2 separate regions of the Mus musculus genome follow, and region 1 is linked to region 2. A link is a contact called in public Hi-C data. All regions are on one chromosome and are shown on one strand. The core of a region is the stretch at or near the end of the contact, and the rest is flanking DNA. Distances in the headings are between cores, read along the strand shown.

The links. Hi-C and Micro-C count contacts between places; a contact is called where the count stands out from the background.
Region 1: a Hi-C map of the N1E-115 cell line shows a contact between it and region 2, with 4 times the contacts expected there. A contact is called at or near these places in 16 of 484 Hi-C or Micro-C datasets (the 63-12 cell line, the AML12 cell line, B cells and 11 more), 3 of 130 datasets of targeted methods (CD8 T cells, embryonic fibroblasts and epiblast stem cells) and 1 of 9 other capture datasets (embryonic stem cells).

Annotation. Positions count from the first base shown.
Region 1 is chr19:16,525,720-16,528,994 of GRCm38.p6, forward strand. The region is part of intron 1 of Gna14 (guanine nucleotide binding protein, alpha 14); the gene reads left to right. Among named protein-coding and RNA genes, the nearest start is that of Gm41811, 56 kb to the right of the region's middle.
Region 2 is chr19:16,370,502-16,373,408 of GRCm38.p6, forward strand. The region is part of intron 5 of Gnaq (guanine nucleotide binding protein, alpha q polypeptide); the gene reads left to right. Among named protein-coding and RNA genes, the nearest start is that of Mir496b, 57 kb to the left of the region's middle.

The DNA of each region.
Region 1 (3,275 bases), core at 287-2,786, 160 kb after region 2:
TGCATGTGGGAGTCAGAGGGCAGCTTGGGGTACTCAGTTCCTCTGCCATGGGGGTCTTCAGGATTGAACTAAGTCATCTGGCTTTTGTAGGGACCCTGTTGGCCTAGATGAACTCTTAAAAAGTATCTCTCATCCATATCTCACATCCATGGATGTGATATCTCCCTCTGAGAGGGGCTGATGTGCTTAGAATCATGGCATTTTTTTCTTTTGCCTAGATCGTAAAGATAACTGGGCATTTTAATAAATCCGAAAGATCATCAGATGCAATGCAGCATTTGTTAAATCCCTCCTCTTTTTAAAAAATATGTATCTTAAGCTGGCTTTTAGGTTTCATCATTTAATTTCTTTCAACTTTCCCTTTTTGTTTTAAAAACCTCCTGTTAGCTCCTTGTTCTCAAAGAGTAGCTGCGAATCTGTCTCGATTTGCTTCCCATTCAGTTGTTGCACAAGTCAATCTTTCTTGTCCTTTAATGGCTAAACACAGGAATTCCTCAACATAAGAGAATAGAAGCTAGGGAAGGTGCCACGGCTTTGACGGTGAAATGAGGCTTGGGCAGACTTGAATAAGTGAATCTTACTGCTTCTCTAAAAATATTTTCTCCTTGGAAATGGAAGAGTAGAGCCTTGGGGGCCTGAGGATTCATGAAGAAATGAAATCGGAACTTGGTAGAAAAATTCAACTGAAGACGATTCAACTGAAGACGATGTAGCAGCTGGAACATTTCTGTCCCAGGTGGATTCTATCAGAAATGTCCTTCAGAGGGACCCTGCAGCAGTGTCTCCCTCCAGGTCACAGAAGCCTCCATACTACTGGCCACAGCTGCATATTCCCAGGCTCTCACTGAGGCAGATGAGACTCAGCTGGGGACTAGGGAACAGAGAATCTGCATTTCATTGGGTGCTTCTCGCTTCTTGACTAGTTCTTTGGCTTTACCCAGAGCTGGCCCGCTTTTCTCATAAACCCATATCTGCAGGAGGACAAGTCACAGGACAGCAGCCCAGGCAGCTGCAGAAACTTCCGTGACCCAAGGTCAGCCCAAGCTGGAGAGTACCAAACAAAGTTACAACAATTTCCTCTGGGCAGGCCTCTGCAGGTGAGAACTGCTTCAACGTAAAGGTTACAAAAGACGGTTTCTGAGTTTATTTATCACGACTCCACAAAAGGCTTGACAGAGAACCTGAGCCCCACAGTATGTTTGGCACCAGGTCTTCATCAGAAAGCCGAGCAGCAGGAACCTGGCATGAAAGAGCTGGCTTTGCATCTCCAGCAGGTCTTCCCACTCCAGGCAACCCCCTCCTAACTGCTTTCCCAAACGGAATCAACATGGAGGTCGATAAGCCATAACTATCCATCCCTGAACACTGGTGTGTCCTCTATCAAGAGAAACAAGATCCCTGTTTAGAGAAAGCCCACTTGGCAATCAATCGGTCGCATTCATAGCCCTTCAGCCTGTTGCTAATGTAAGTTAGGTGACATCCCCATCTGTCTTCATTTTTGTGAGTTAAGCTGTACTGTCTCCAGAGTGTCTGCTGTAACCCTAGGCTGAGAACACTGGCTTCTGGGAGGCGGGCTTGCAGGTCAGGAAATGTGCTAGGTCACTGCCTGTCTCAGGAACTTGATTAGTTCCCTGCCTTAGTTCTCAGGGAGCCAGTCTTTCTGGATTCTGGGTACATTCTAGAACAATTGGTTTCTGTTCAGTTATCTCTTGTCTATCATTCAAAAGGTTTATTTTGTTTTGCCTTCTATTTTTTCCTGGCTTCTAAAAGCAACTTATTGCCACCCCCTCACCCTCACAATGAGCTTTCTTGTGTTATTTGAAGTTAAATTAATACTTGACCTTAATTTGTGTTCTCAGTCTCAGAGGTGTAGGGTCTTAGTGTACAGATGTTTTTGTGTGTATGGGTTTTGTTGTTGTTGTTGTTATTGTTGTTGTAGTTGTTGGTTTGGGCCTGTTTTCAGCTCTGTGTTTGTAGCCTTGCTGTTCTGTATCTGCATAAGGTTCCTGGTGGAATTTCAGAGGCCCTGAAGAGGGAAGGGATCAGGATTAGGAGAGCCTCTTGGATGAGTAGTAGAAGGAATAGTTTTATCTACATAGGACGATCTTTTGTGGGTAATTCCCCAAAAAGCTGGGAAGAATTTCTGCTGGGATATTGTAAAGTCACTTTTATTTACTTTAGTCATCACAGGAAATACAAGGTTTTCATAGCTTATAACAAACATCTGAACAATATATAAAATAAAATATTAGATAGTCACACAAGTATCATATGGAGATGCCCAAATCACAATATTAATGCACACATGACTGAGGCTTAGGAGACACTTCTGGACAGTATAGTCAAGAAGACGACTGTAGGAAAGCTTTCAGCCCTGCAAGGCCAGAGGCCCACAGCCCTCGCTCATAGTCAGCAGGGAGCCTGTGGAGAGGAGAATAGAACATGTGTTATCTATACTCAAGAGACACATGTCCATTTACCCAGTGCTGAGGGTACTGGTCAAGAAAGAACAGTTGCTTAATGGAAAAGGGGGCAAAACTGCCTAAGTGGAGTTTCACAGCAAGAGATGGGTGGGGTGGGGTGGAGTGGAAGGAGGGGTGTCTTGATGCTCTCCTGCTGAGATGTCAGCAATTATGGTGACAGGAAGCAGACAGGAGGTCTTTTGGTGAATCTGTTACTGGCCTGAGTGTCTTGCCAGCTGTTGTCCATTGCCTTTATTATGGAAGGCAGTGGCAGTGAGAGGACAGGCAAGCAGCTCACATAGCAGGCTCTTGACGGACACAGATAAGAATTGAAAAGTACAGACATGCTTAACCTAATGATGGCCATATGTTCTGTAAAACACATTTCGCCATTGTCCAAACATAATAGATTATATTTACACAAACCAAGATGATACAGCCTCTGCAAGCATAGGCTGTGTGTATAGACTGCAAATCTATGCAATATATCACTGTCCTGAATACTGTAGGCAGTTATAACACGGTGGTATTTGTGTACTTGAACATCCCTCAATGTTAAATGGTAAGTGACAATATGGCATGATGGGAATTGTTTGGTTTCATTATAAGCTTAGAGCCCATCATGTACATGGACATTTGATATGGTCTGACATATATGACTCCCATTGTGTACATTGGCATCCCCTTGTTGGTTGGGATGTCATTTAGTGACTTCAAATATGCAAATGGAGAAATGCAAAGTAAACAGAGAGGTGCCATTTCCCTTATTTTTACTGAAGACTGAACCTGTGTTGCTGCATGCCGAGTCTGGGT
Region 2 (2,907 bases), core at 165-2,664:
CAGTAGGTCCACTGCCACTGGAAGAGATGGCCACTCCCATGAGCACATGGGCAGCACAAACTGGACTTTCTGGATTATTAAAAACAAATACTGCAGGGTTGTAGGGGGTCACGTAGAGAAATGCAGGTGAATGTGGAAGGAATTAAAGAAGGAATAGAGAGTGGATATAATCAAAATACATTGTATGAAATTCTCAAAGAATTAATATAAGTATTTTAAAAGAAATATGAAAATGAAAAGAAATATGAAAAGAAATAACAAAGTCTGTGGTAGCAGTTAGAAGTTAAGGCTGATGCTTAAGATGTTGTCTTGGATTTCCAAAGCATAAAATCCTCTTATTTTGATGACCTTGTTTTCCAGTTTCCTAAATAGAATGGTACAGATTAAAAAACGGTACCTTGTGTGGTATTTCTGTCATGGGCAGTTCATGAAGGACACCTGTGACCAAGCAGACAATGAGTGTGTGGCTGGCGAATGCCCTAACCTCTGAAGGTCAGGGTTAATGACTTCTTTAAAGTGTTGTAAACTATTTTAGCCTTTTGCTGAGCAATCTGCTTCATGAGCATCCTCCTGTGTACATTCTGTCTGTGCATCTGCTTGTCTGTCTGACCTCGTTTAGAGTGTTCTAATGGAAAGGACTAGAAACCTCACATCCATGTGTTTCCGGCATCAGGAGGTGACACTGTGGACCACTTACCCTCCATGGTTTCCAGATACTGGGAGGCCTCACTATAGCCTAGAAGCTTCCTGTCGGCTTCTCTTGCTTCTGACAACAGACCCCAGCTGTAAACAACTCACAGATGACCGGCAGCCCTCAGGCAGGAGGGGATCTGATTTTCTACACGTTTGTTTCTTCAGCATCTTGTAGGAACAAGCACTACTTGAGAATTTATATGAGTGCCTGACAGTGGTGGCGCTCGCCTTTAATCCTAGCACCTGGGAAGCAGAGGCAGGCGGATTTCTGAGTTCAAGGCCAGCCTGGTCTACAGAGTGAGTTCCAAGACAACCCCCCCCCAAAAAAAGAAGAATTTATATGATTTATCATGCTACTAAAATTGGCAAAATATCAAGGAGGCAGGTAACTTATGCCACAGTCCAGCCTTGACCTGACTCGGGCAGCAAGTGATTGAAGGAACACAGAAAAGCTAAGATCCCGGGACCTGGTCATCTGGTCTCTCAGGTGGGGAGGCTGCAGTGCTCAGAAGTGCTGTTCATGACACACAGCTGAACAGGATGCAGGGTTATTGCATGCAGTTGAACATGGAAGCTATTCTTCATAGGAGCAATCTTGAGGCCACAAACATCCAGGAGGAGAAAGCTGCAGTGGAGAATTTCTCCCCCTGCTGTCTATATTCTCCCTCAGACACAAGAAAGGCTCTGTCATTCCTCTGAACACCACCACATGGGGATGAGTCATGGGGTGACCTGGCCACGCCATGGCAACAAGCATGCACCCAGGACTCTGCTTCCTCCCTATAGATTGTGTCATCTGAAAGAGTTAAGGATCCTGTTGTCAGCTTGGTCTGGTTTGGTAGTTTGGTTTGTGAGAAAGAGCGTGTGTGTATTGGTGACAGAGCAGTGAGGTGGAAAGGCTGTTGAAAGTGTTGTTCCAAGCTTAGTTTTGTTGCCTGGACAGCGAGAAGCACCAGCGTGTTGACGAGGAATCGGAAAATGCAGCCTTTGCCCATGAGCAGCAGAGCTCCACTGGACAGACGTGAGATGCCGTTGGGTTAGGCCCTTCAGGAACTTTTTATGCAGACGTGGACCAGACTCTAGCCTGTGGAAAACCGGCTTTCAAGGGGACTAGGGCCCTGTGAACATGCCCTGGCCTGTTCCTGGATATTGCACCTGAGTGGTTAGTTACAACAGGACCCCTAGTGTTGGAGCCATACAGATGTGTGTGTTCTTCATAGAGCCTACCATGTTTGCACCATGCTTGTCCCCAGTATACACTGCAGATAAGGAGAAAATGGCCTCTGTAACCCAAACAGAGGCTTTTCTTCTTTAGTGCACAGGTTCTTGGAGTCAGAAGCCCTGGGGAATGGTGCACTTGGAGCATGGCCCCTTCAGGTTCTGGAGCTTGTGTTTCCTCTGCTTCACATTCACACTTCACAGCCTTTCATTCTGTCAAGCTTCAACCCAAAGTCGCCCTTGATCCTGGTCTGACTGATTCCCATCACATCCTTCCTTCATCCATGTGAGCCGTGAGTCCTGTAGTGGTATAGCTGCCTGCAGTTCCAGGCAGGGGCTGTTACCAGCACAGTGGATCCAGCCGGAAACAGGTGGAAGACCCAGAGGCCCAGAGAAGTGTGGGAAAAGCCACGGAACCTGGGCCTGAAGGATTAGAAGTTGGAGCTCCTATGGGTCAGTGGGTCAACAGAGTGCACTGTAAGCTGGCAGTGACACGGGATCTCTATATGGAGGAGAACATTTGTGAAGAGGCTCGGATTAGGTTGGTCTGTGAATCAGGCAGTGTCAAGCTGTGAGTGTCAGGCTAGGACTAGTACTTTATTTAGCCTGCGGCTAGCAGTCATGTATTAGGAGAAAACATTACAGAGCATTACAGTGATGAGGGGTAAGAACTATCCTTGTGGCCTTAAGCAGGGCTCAACCAAGGAATGAGATTTCTGGCCACACTCTCTTGCTGCAATGACAGACAGGCAGGGCCAGGACTAGGAGTAGACAGCTGTGGCTGACTACTACAGTGTGGGCTGGGAACTTCCTTTTTCCATGTCTGCATGGTGGCTTCATAGAGTCTAGACATCTGTGGCCAAGCACATGGCCTTTCTCTGTGACCCCGAAAGGAAGAAAGAGCAGGCACACCCCCACCCTAGCAGGTGGCTTCCGTCTCTTGTGCCCCGTTCCAGCATTCAAAGCTACACAGCTGAGTTCAGAAGTACTAGCTGA